Regions from separate parts of the Pan troglodytes genome. Here region 1 is linked to region 2. The links are chromatin contacts, called in public HiChIP or PLAC-seq maps. All regions are on one chromosome and are shown on one strand. Each heading gives the region's core, a stretch centred on a gene start, on an enhancer-like site or on the middle of the called end of the contact. The rest is flanking DNA. Distances are from core to core; before and after follow the strand shown.

Evidence for each region. HiChIP or PLAC-seq counts read pairs in DNA pulled down with a chosen protein or histone mark.
Region 1: a contact with region 2 is called in an H3K4me3 HiChIP or PLAC-seq map of stem cell-derived excitatory neurons, with 7 times the contacts expected there. The contact joins the enhancer-like site here to the promoter of BACH2 in region 2. A contact is called at or near these places in 4 of 7 Hi-C or Micro-C datasets (blood, induced pluripotent stem cells and stem cell-derived neural progenitor cells), 1 of 1 datasets of contacts at active chromatin or transcription factors (stem cell-derived excitatory neurons) and 1 of 1 other capture datasets (stem cell-derived neural stem cells).

What each region holds. Positions count from the first base shown.
Region 1 is chr5:102,394,173-102,400,466 of NHGRI_mPanTro3-v2.0_pri, reverse strand. No RefSeq gene overlaps it. Among named protein-coding and RNA genes, the nearest start is that of BACH2, 100 kb to the right of the region's middle. Within about 2 kb of position 2,271, at least 2 of the 24 cell types and tissues checked have an H3K27ac peak or open chromatin away from gene starts, as enhancers often do. A contact at or near this core is called in stem cell-derived excitatory neurons, where this site is marked.
Region 2 is chr5:102,291,560-102,297,192 of NHGRI_mPanTro3-v2.0_pri, reverse strand. BACH2 (BTB domain and CNC homolog 2) reads left to right here and starts at 1,633. Exons shown (of 7, transcript XM_016956004.4): 1 at 1,633-2,159.

The DNA of each region.
Region 1 (6,294 bases), core at 1,022-3,521, 100 kb before region 2:
TCTGCCTGGATTATGAAGAATGGTTTTGAGGGAACAAGACTGGAGACAGGGAGACCAGCACGCCCACTTGGCATTTGGAGATATATGTCTGATGTGCAGAGGATATCACATGACCAGTGATACAGTAATTAAATCCACTGTAGAGGGAATGAGATATTCCAAAGGGAAGCTTTAAAAACAGCCCAGGCCTGAGCCCTGATGGACACAAACATTGAAGAAAAAGATAGAGGCAGAGGGGATGACAAAGAAGATCAAAGAAGAATAGCCAGAGAGGTAGATGAAAAACTAGAATAGAAAGGCACCTAGGGAGCCCTGGGGAAGAGAGTATTTGTAGAAGGCAGGCATGGTCAGCAGTATCAAATGCTGTTGAGAGGATAAGCAAGAGAAGTCTCATCCACTGCTCTTGGCAGAGCAAAATAACACAATCTTTTGGGAAAACAATTAGCCATGTACATCAGGAATCATAATCCAACTCCTGGAAATTTATTCAGAGGAAATACTGAGATTTAAGTGGATAAAGAGATCTGTTTTTATAACCATGATGATATTATTTATAGTGGTTTTTAAAAACTTGATGGTAAAAACTTTTAATGCCTCTATAGATAATTTACTAAGTAAATTAAGACATATATCTAATGAAATATTTTGCAACCACTAAAATTGTAATTATGGCTACCATGAAGTAACATTAAAATGCATGTAAAATAACATCAAATTAAAAAATGCAAGAATCTACATAAAGAGTAAACATCCACATGGATAAAGATTGGAAGAACATGGAAAATGTAAATACTTCATATATAAGAGAGGTGGAATTGTTAATTTTAAAAATTATTCTCAGTATTTACTGTTATACTACTTACAGATAATAAATTACAATCTAGAGAAAAGAACATAGTGTAGCAACTTTATAATCAGTAGAAAAACCTAGTACAATGCCAAACAACTTGATGTCTTGTTATGAGGAGAGAAAAAAACCATAAAATTTGCCTCCTGTACATAAAAATGGGAACACTGGACACTCAGGACTACCAGAGGTGGGAGGTAGGGAGGGAGACCCCGGTTGAAAAACAACCTATCAGATATTATACTCACTACATGGGTGATAGGATCATTCGTACATCAAACCTCAGAAACGCACAATTTACCCAGTAAAAAACATGCACGTATACCCCCTGAACCCAAAATAAAAGTTGAAAAAAAATTTGCCACCTATAACACGATTTTTTTGCAAGTATTTATAGCTTTCTGGACCAAAGAGACTCAAGCAACTTAATATATACTCAATGATCATCTAAAGAGAATAAACGTCCAAATAGCCCTTAATGTGAAAACTGTTTACACTTAGAAGCTAATGAAAATAAAAGGAAATTAAGTTAAATGCAGCGTAATAGTCACTGGAAATATGGGCTTCTCAAAATCATTGATTCTATGCATCCTCCCACCAGTGGGGAAAGGAGAAAGAGAACTAACATATTTGAGTACCAATCTGTGCCAAGAATGATGCTAGTCACTCACATCCATAGCTCATGCCAACCCAGGAAGCATGAGGACCTGCAGCAGCATCAGTTACATTCTCCAGGCAACAAGCATCAGAGTCTTGGAGTCTGGTCCTGCTTTATTCTCCATTTCTCACTAAGAATTTCAGTGACTGTCTGCACAAGGGAAGCAAGTTAGACCCAACCTAGTGAAGTGATGGCTTTGTTTCATCAACTTACCTACATTTCCAAGTCAGAATTGGATAGTCACTTCTTTCTTTTATATTTAAACACCTCCTTTCTCTCGTCTCAGATTCTTCATCATAGCCCTGAAATTCACTTATGCGGGAGCCTACAGCTGAATCTCTGTTGTGTAATGGTCCTTTATTCTAGTATTTAATCTTTTCATCTCACCTACATACTACAGTGTTATGGAACATCGGGGCAATCCCTTCTAGTTGACTAGTAAGGAGGATTTCATTTCATCCCTTGGTAATCACATCCTGGGTTTATTCACCCTTCTAATAATTCTATTAGAATGTTTATAAGATGACGTGCTTTTAATTGTTTTCCTGGTCCCAAAGATACAGAGAGCAAGTTTCTCTAATGGGCTTTGTAACATCCATCCTTTATTTTTATTGCTAATGGACTCTCCAGTAATATAAAATGACTGATGAGTGCAATCAGAGAAAAGCAGAAAAATCAATACCTGTCCAGACTGCATATTAGTTAAAAGCAGGTGAGAAGCTGAGGCTAGCAGACAATAGGATTTTTTCTGCCTCTAAGTATCAGAAAGGGGGGAGATTATCTCAGATGGGCTGTGAAGCTCTCTGCAAAGGAGACTACAGGATGTTGAAACAAGGGAGTGCTAAAATCACTTGGGTATTTCTTAGAAATCTGTGGGAACTGCTTCCAGTAGAGGGCAGTGGTGCACACACACACTGACCCCAGGCACTACCAAATTAATGTCTCTTGCGGGGTTTCTCTCCTCACCTTCTACATCCTGTAGTGAGTCTGGCACAATCGAATTGGAAAGCGCACCCTTGTTCAGACACGGTTATTGTTAGCAGAGCCTCAGCAGCTGCAGGTTCACATTTGATGAGCTAGATTCTACATAGCAGACATGCTAAACATGGTACATGTATCGTCTCATTTAGTCTTCATAACAACCTTATGATACAGGTATTACTATCATCATCATCATCCCCATTTATAGATAAGAAGAGGTTATCTTGCCCAAGAACACCCAAACAGTGGTTCATAGAGCTGAGATTGGAATTGGCTCTACCCCACAACCCAAGAGCCTAGCTACTGCTGCTGCTACTACTACTACTACTACTAGTACTGCTACTACTGCTACTATTCAGTGGCAGGCCTTACTATCTGTTCCATTCATGTGTACCCTTCATTATCTTACTGTGTGAAATTTTTAAACAGTCAGACCCTAGGTTACTCATACTTCCACCCATTCATAGCTCACAAATAATTTTATATATTTGGCTGGATGCAGTGGCTCATGCCTGTAATCCCAGCACTCTGGGAGGCTGAGGCGGGTGGATCACCTGAGGTTAGGAGTTCGAGACCAGCCTGGTGAAACCCTGTCTCTACTAAAAATGCAAAAATTAGCTGGGCATGGTGGGACGAGCCTGTAATCCCAGCTACTCAGGAGGCTGAGGCAAGAGAATTGCTTGAACCCGGGAGGTGGAGGTTACAGTGAGCCGAGATTGCACCACTGCACTCCAGCCTGGGTGACAGAGCGAGACTCCGTCTCAAAGAAAAAAAAAGAATTTTATATAAGTGCACAATAAGTAAATAAATTTGAATAATTCATCATTCAAAAGCCCTTTAGATGTCTTTTACTGTACTGTGATGTATAGAGTAAGCTCTACGTGCTCCCTACTTTGTCTTCATTTGCAATCTAAGACAAGTAGATAGCAATGATAAGGATGAACCTGTTGAAGACATAGACAAATGAGAAAGAAACTTGAACAAATACCTAAATGGAGGAAATCTTCATATATATATATATAATTTTATATATGTAAATGGAGGAAGTAAGTATTCATATATATATATAATTTTATATATGTAAATGGAGGAAGTAAGTATTCATATATATATATATATATATCAAGGGCAAAAGGCTCAGATGTTTTTCTATGCCTGCTTCTTGAATCTTCCCAGTCTGCTACCCCCAGATTTCTTGAAACCTTTCATTCAAGTCCAGGTTAGTTACAACTTCTGATCATTGTCTCCAGGAGTTTCTGCCAGTGGCCACTCCCAGGGAGGGGGGACTTGGGTGGGTTTCTGCACCCAGCCTTTCCTCTGAAGTTTCCAGCCAACCACTAGTCTCCTACTGTCTCTCAGAGCTTACCCCACTCACCCCAGAATACTCATCCTCATCCTGATTCCTATCAGAGGCAATGACACTGACTCCTGCCTTATCTGTAGTTGATTACCCTTGCTTGTTAAGACAGTATAAATATTTACATTTCAATGTGTCTACGTGTCATATCTTTTATCATCTTGATTACTAACAAGGATTCATATCAATTATCTAATATAGTTCTATGGCCTTAGAAAATACCTTATGGTTAACTGAGGTCATTGTGGATAAAATTAGGATATATTTTTATAATTTAAAGAATTAGGCCAGGCGCAGTGGCTCACGCTTGTGATCCTAGCACTTTGGGAAGCCAAGGCAGGTGGATCACAAGGAGTTTGAGACCAGCCTGGCCAACATGGTGAAACCCCGTCTCTACCAAAAATTAAAAAATTAGCTAGGTGTGGTGGCACGTGCCTGTAGTCCCAGTTACTTGGGAGGCTAAGGCAGGAGACTGGCTTGAACCTGGGAGGCGGAGGTTGCAGTGAGCCGAGATCGCGCCACTGCACTCCAGCCTGGGTGACAGACCAAGACTCTGTCTCAAAAAAAAAAAAAAAAAAAAGAATTAAAGAACACTATGCTGTAGTGACTCCTGGAAATAGTAATGGGTTTAAGAGTAGATAATTGTATGTTTGTTTTTCAAGTTGGGGTTCATGGATGATTTCTAAGAGGCCCTAACTGTGTTCTAGGGGAAAGTTTAATTTTGAGTTTTATTATATTTCATAAAAAAAGTAAGCATATTCTGGATTACAATTACCTGTCGAAGTAGAGCGCAGTGGTTAAGAGCTTGGTTCTGAAACAGGCTGCCTAAGTTTACATCCTGGCTTTGCCCCTTACTCGCTCTGTGACCTTGGAAATTCTCAGTACCTCAGTTTTCTCATGTGCATATGGAGTGACTTCATTTGCACCCCAATGCAATGAGGCGGCAATGAGGGTTACATGGATTAAAACACATAAAGCACTTGGAACAGTGTCTGGCTTATATTAAGCAGCTTATAGCTATTAGTCATTTTTATTATGAGCAAGAAATGCCATATGATTTCAGGGTTTGTGTTTGCCTGAGTATTTATAATCAAATCATTGTCAAATAACACTACTTGAACTTCAGAGCTAAAAGAGAAAAGAAGAAGTTCGGATACATAAATGATGTGCTTGCACCAAGTAAAGTCCAAATGCTATAACAATGTGCTATGCAAGGATGGATCTTCAGGAGTTTAAATGGAGAAAATGGGTGGGAGAACTGAGTCACTCCAAAAGCCTACAGTGATAAATATTGAACTGAAAAGAATGCATATCATAGTAGGCAACACCATATTCCCATTGCAAGAGGCAATTTATTCTCAATAAAACCTCATCTGTCAATATTAAAATCACATAATAATTTATTATTTTAAAATAATAAATCATTTTAATTTTTAAAATAATATAAAGAAATAAGAATTTATTATTTTAAATTTCATTTATGTTTAGTTTTGTTTTTACTTCATTTGAAAATTTCTTTGGAATTGTGTAACAGTTTAAAGCATGAAATGTTTGTGTCTCATTTTTGCTTTAGATATCTAAGTAGCATTATCTCAGATTAAGACTGGGACTCCAATGGACTTCTTCCTTTGAAATGACCCTTAAGTTACTCAGGTTTAAAAACACCACACTGATTGCTACAGCTTTTCCCTCTGGTTTGAAGTTGACTTTTTAAAAAGTTAAGTCCAGTTTTGCTCTGCTCATGTGAAATTCGAATTCTATAAATCCCTGCTCATACGCAGTGGCCACTTGCATATTGTCATTATTTACTGATTTAACTTTGAAGGCACTTAAATTTTAACATTTGAAAATGTTCTTATCACTTAGTTTGTCTTACACACTATATATTCATTCAAATGTGCAAACTTAAAAAACAAAACAGCAAAGAACAGGACTTTTGAGCTCTTTTTATTTCTTCTTTCTGAAGAAATAAAAAAATAATCTATACACCCAGCAGCCCCTGTGTTTTTCACGAGAAGAATTCAGCTGCTAGGAAGCCCCCTGAAGAAACCATACCTCAATAAGACATGAGCGTTCAATTGGAGTGTGGCTGAGGTGACATGAGCCAGGTCATGGCCACCCTGGGTCCCTCCTCATGCATCACAGTTTGGGCCCATGCTTGGAAAGCCCCTGAACATAGAAAGGAATGGGGCCACCTCCATTTTTTATTTTTTGTGCTTTTACTTCTCTTACCATGCCTGCATACCAAGTGTTCTGGCGCTTGCAGAGGAAGAATTGTATTTACAGAAGCCTTGAAGTTTTAATTAACTGGTCTAAACTGTTGAATAAATGCCTGTGTCCCTAGGGATCAAACCCCCATTGAATAAGAGGCAAGAAGCTAAGTGCATAGACTGAGACAAATTCCTAGGTGTAATGTCTAATTACTGGCTCCTTCTTTACCCGAGTAGTAAA
Region 2 (5,633 bases), core at 384-2,883:
CAGCCTCATTTCCCTCCTCAACCACCCCTACGCTGATGTGCCCAACTCCACTCACAGCTGGGCAGCCACCGCTTGCTCGAAAATAAATGAATCTACACCACTCTCATACGGATGCTCTCAAGCATCCCTTGTTGTGAGAAAAACATTTATTGCTGCTACTAAAATGCGTAAAGTTATCTCACAAACACATACTTACAAGAATGAGGAATGCGAAACAGAACCATCCATAAAACTATAAGAAACGGCCTGGCCAGGGCAGACCAGGAATTAGTACTCTGTCCTTGCCAGGGGTCAGGCAGGGACCTCAGAAGCAGGGTGTTTTGTCCTAGGGGGCACCAGACCAGAGGTCAGGAGACTGAGGGCTACTCCTAGCTCTAGGACTTTTCCTTATCTGAAGGCCGGGTCGGTTAGCAGAGAAAATCTCACAGTCCCGTGCCAGACCTCCACGCAGGGACTCTGCAGTGCTGTTAGAAAAATTAGCTCAGCACCTTCAGCTTGCTTTCAGCCATCACTTAGCTTTCCACACAGACATTCCAAATGGGCAAAACTCTGCCCTCAAATGAAGGTGGTTCAGAGCAACACTTCAGATGATATCACAAGACTCCCAGGACGCTTCACTGCTTCCTCAGCATACGCCAGTGCCCGTTTTACAGGGGGGATTTATGATCCTTCTCTCAGTAGAGCGAGCCAAACTTTTATAATATTCATTAAAAATCAGCACCACATGTAATAATATGGAATACTGCCTGTACACAAGAGGGCCAAGTTATAGGTGTTTAGGGAAACGTGGCAGAATTTTCTGGCCTTGGCAAGAGGTAAAGTTGCAGGCACCAGCACAACACTAACACAAACTTATTTTATTGCAAATGTACATTCAGCCTAAATCCTAATTACCTTCTGTAAAATCCTAACCACCACCAAGCTTTCTTCTGACAGGGCACTCACACGACGGCCTTTAAGGGAAGCAACAACACCCTAAGAGCCGCAGAAAGGAAAGGCAAGGGAGAGTGGCTGGAAGGCAGTAGGAGCTGGGGCTGAAGCCCGGGAGGTTGGCTTTTAATGTCCTCCTGAAATTGACCACGCTCTTTTCAAAAACACTGGCTTGGGGGCTTAAAGGTTCGCTCAGTAGGGCAGGCGGAGGGCCTCCTGAAAAGGATTGAGAAGTCAACATTCAAAAGGCTGCTTTTACTCGCCCGGTCCCCACCCAAAAGGGAGTCCGGTCAGCTTTGTGGGGGCCAGTGGAGCATCTTTTCTTGCCCCTCCAGGAAAACGCTAGCTAACCCTGGGATCCCCGGTCCCGATGTCTGCTCTCCTTCCCCAGGTGCAGCACCTAGGGCTCTGGCCCCCTCCCCACGTGCCACACCAGCCCTCACCACTACTCTCACCCTGCTATGCCCCCAACCCTCGTCTTTCGTGGCCGGGAAGGCCAGGCCGAGCGGGGCGGTCAGCCGGGCCGGGAGGAGGGGGCTCTCCGGGCCGCGCGGCCGCACAAAGCGGGGAGATCTGCTGCTGCGGCGGCATGAGGCGCGCCCCCTCCCGCGAGCCAGCGGAGCGCGCGCGCCCGCCCCCGTCCCCCGCCCCAGCCCCAGCCCCCGGAGCGCCATTCGCGGAGCGGCTTACGCTAGTCGCCGGGCGTACCGCGCCCCAGCGGCCGGGGAGGTGCGCTGCCCGGCTCCCGTAAAGTTATTGTGAATGGGGAGCGGGTGACGTCAGCGCCGAATGTCAACAATGTAGCGATTGAGAGTGTGGGCGTTCCGGGGAGAACGCAAGCCGCGCGGCGCGGAGCAAACAGCGCCGAGCCGCCGCCGCCTCAGCAGCAGCAGCAGCAGCCGCAGCAGCAGCAGCAGCAGCGGCCGTGCACGCCCGGGCTGCGGTCGCACAGCGCTAACGTGAGCGGCCGCCGCCCTCGCCACCCCGCCTGCCCACTCCCGCCGCCGCCCCGCTCTCGCTTTCCCCCCGGCCTCCCCTCGCCCCTTCTTCCCCTCCCCCTTCCCGGCGCACTCGGGGGGCTGGGAACGAGCTGCCATGTGATGCGCGTCCCCTCCGCAAGCTTTCGGTGACCCACGAACTGCCCACCTCGCCGGCTGCCGGGAGGGGGCTGCGAGCCGGGAAGACGCGGGGAAGAGGAGGCGGAAAAGGACGCAAAGTTCTCCGGCGAGGTGAGTCCCGGGCCCCGGGCCCCGCCGCTGGGCGGGGTGGCGGGGCAAGTTTGCGGGGGGAGCGGGCGCGCGGGGCGGGCGGGGAGGCGTGGGGAAACGGCGCGGGAAGGGAGCCCCGGCCGCCGGGCGCGCAGCCGCCCTCCCCGCGCCCTGCCCGCTTTTATGGCATTTTCTAGGAACGGGAAGGGGGTGGGAGCCGAGCCGGCGGCCGCGCCGCGCCGAATGTGTGCTCTCCCGCCCGGCTGTTTACGGCGGCCGAGGCGCATTGTATTTTGCTGGCGTCGAAGGGTGTTTTGGAACAGCAGGGGGAGGAGGAGCAGAGGGTAATAAGTCAGGCATGGGGAGGGCGGGCTGCAGGAGGCGCGCGTCCGCGCGAGCCGCAGCAGCTGTCAGACCCGCGGCCCTGCCCCCGGCCCCCAGCCTGCGATCCCGGCCCCAGGCCGGGCGGCCTCCTCCTTAACCCCCGGCGTGCGCGCCCCGGGCTGCTCCGCGAGGACCTTGGCCGCGGCGCCTTTGCGCTCAGCTGTCAGCCGCCGCCGGGTGGCCCGGACCACCGCGACCGGCGGGGAATCAAAGCCCAAGTTTAGGGTCGCAGGAAGAGGCGAGCTGGGGGCCTCGCGGCGCAGACCTGGATCGAATCTCTCCTAGCGAAAGATCGGGTTGTCGGAAAGCGTCCTGCGTAGCTAAGACCTAAGGGCGCCAGGCTTCTGAGAGGGAAACCTTGCACCTCCTCTCCCACAGATCCTGCATGAAGTCAAAGTGCAACACACATACACACACCCCCTACACCCCAGTCTCCAAGCCCCAGAAGCTTCACCCAGGAGACTGGTTTATGAAGGGGACACTGCCCTCCCCGTCCCCGCGTCGAGGCGCTCCGTGGCCCCGCTGTGCTTCGCTCACCCGGCGGGTGTTCGGGAGCCCGGCGCCGCTGGAGAAGGTGGCGGGCGGCGCTTACGGGCTACCCCAGGTGCCCACGAGGGGAGAGACTGGAGCGAGCATCTCGGCGACCTCGGTCTGGCCAAGCATTTGCAGGAACTCGGACCGTGAGGGGAAGCGTGCAGGGCCGGGAGTGAGTGTGTGAAGGGGTGGCACACTCCTGGCTTCTGGGGTCGCGGGCGCGTGGGGCATCCCCAGCACTCTCCCGCGCGTAGGCGAGTTTGGCAACTTGAGGGAAGTTCCGGCGCGGCCGCTGCCGGGGTGGTTTGTCTGTGGCCCGATGAGGCGCGCCTCGCAGCCTGCTCTCCCAGTCACCGCCGTCGCCGTGACCCGTGGCCTCCAGGAAATGAGAGGGACCGGGGCGCCCCACCCGCGAGACGGACCCGCAGCCTCCCGGCGGGCCCGCGGGCGGCGAGACCCGGCGTTCCTGGTTTTCACCTTCGCTGTCTAGTGCTGCAGTCCTGTGTAAATTTCATCTGTTGAGTGTATTTAACTAAAAAGGGTAATTACTTTAGATAAAAATCCTTTCCTGCCTAGTGGGAACCTTGGCGGAGATGATGCCTAATGAGATATTTTGCTTTTGTCTGTTTAGAGTAAAATTAGAGATGTTAACGCTGATAACGGTTTTCTCAGATCATTAAAATGTAACATGTAGGAAAGGCACGTCTTGCTGCAAAGGCTCGGGCTGACATGAAAGAAGCTGAGCGTGAAAGGCTGCCCCTCCTTTGGCGGAGAGGGCTATTTTGGTAAGGCAGCGGGCGTCTTGCTTAAAATGTGAGATCGCCCCACCCTTGTTCTCGGGCACCTCCCGAGTAAACGGCGTTTTTCATTCTTGCAGGTAATAATAAACGTGAGTCAAAATGACATCTTGTTAGAATTAGTCTTTAGTCTGTAAGAGAGATTGCCAAATTACAGTGTTGCGTTCAAACTGCTCCACTGAAAGGTCTGTCAGCATTTCCATTATAAATTCAGTTTTTCTGGAGTTTATAATTTCACCACAAAACTTTGAGTGGCTGAAATGTTTTCCCTTCTAGTATTCTGGTTTTTGAAAGAAATTTATTGATTGCCCATTTCCAGCGTTTTTTTTACTCTCGAAACCTGAATATCATTGAAATAGAGCGAAGTCCCAGAAATGGAACACACAACCATGGAATAAAGTATTTTTGTTAGAACATAACTTTATTGGTGCAGAGCCGTATTTTCGTTTTGCATTGCAGGAGGCTTCAGGTTTGCCATTTGGTAATCATGAATGTGTTGAGTAAATTCTTCTGCTGTCTGTCTATTCTGCAGGTGGACTGAAATGTCAGTTGGTAGTGTGTTTGCCAGGATTACATGGAGACACACACTTCTCAGTTAAGTGTGTGTCTGAACTCATAGCTAAATTGTGAACACTCCTGTTACTTTTTTGGTTCTTTGTATGTTGCCTGTCAGGATCTGCTATGAAGAAGAAGGGGTGAGGTGAAAGGGAGGGAGGGGATCAGGATTCACTTTCTGTATTACCAGTGCCTGGGAGAAAGCCATTTATTATTTTCCTATTGAATTATGCCCTTTGACTTAGTATCTTCAGGCAATTCTTTTCCAGTAGCTCACCTCAGGCTGCTGTGTAAGGGGCTTAATTATTTGCAAACTGCCTTGAAATCCCTGGATGAAAGGCACTGAATAAGTACACAGTATTGTTATTCAGATATGGAATTTAATGATCCATTATAGTTCATCAGGAAAATGCACTTTGCAGTGATGGTAGGAAATGTTTCCACCTGATAGAGGGTAATAATAACTGCTTAAAAGTAGATTCAGATTACAGATGAGACAATTAACTCTAGCCATGTGCTCTTCAATTTGTTGCAATTCATTTTGTGATCAAAGTGAGTCACAGAGGGCCAGATGGTCAGGTTCATGTTCAGATCTCTCCTAGGCCAGCCCTTCACTTCTGGGCCCACTGTCTGCACAGCCGACAGGACTTAGTTATTCATTAGCACTTGTGAGCTGTTTCTCAGAATTCCTAATCGAGGCTCCTGTGATGCCAACAAAAGGGCTCAAGCCAATCTGTATTGTTGAGAGCAGTTTAATTTTACTTGGATTAACTTTCAGTGTCTCTGGTGTGGATCCAGTCTTAACAAAAAGGAAAGAGACCCTAGTGGCTCTCTATCTCTGCTGTGCCTGGCCCCTCTACTCTAGTTTTTGAACCTCAGATTTCAGGGGTGTGACATCTAGCTTATTGTAAATGCAGGCTTGATTTTTAATGAATGAGAGAATACTTAGATAAATAAATATCTTCCTGTATGTCCAGGGGGTGAGAGCCAGTACTAGCTTCATGGGCATAAGACCTGTGCAGTTACATAGGCCCCCTTCCCCTTCCCTGCTCAGAAGGACCTCATATTTGGTATAAGGTTCTGCTGTTTTCTTCGGAAATTCTTAATAATTTTTGAACAAAGGGCCCCTCGTTTTCATTTTTCACTGAGCCCCGCAAATTATATACTTACCTGGTTCTGGTGAGGAGCAGGGCATAGTGTGGAGTGGCAGGCCGCCCCTACTCAA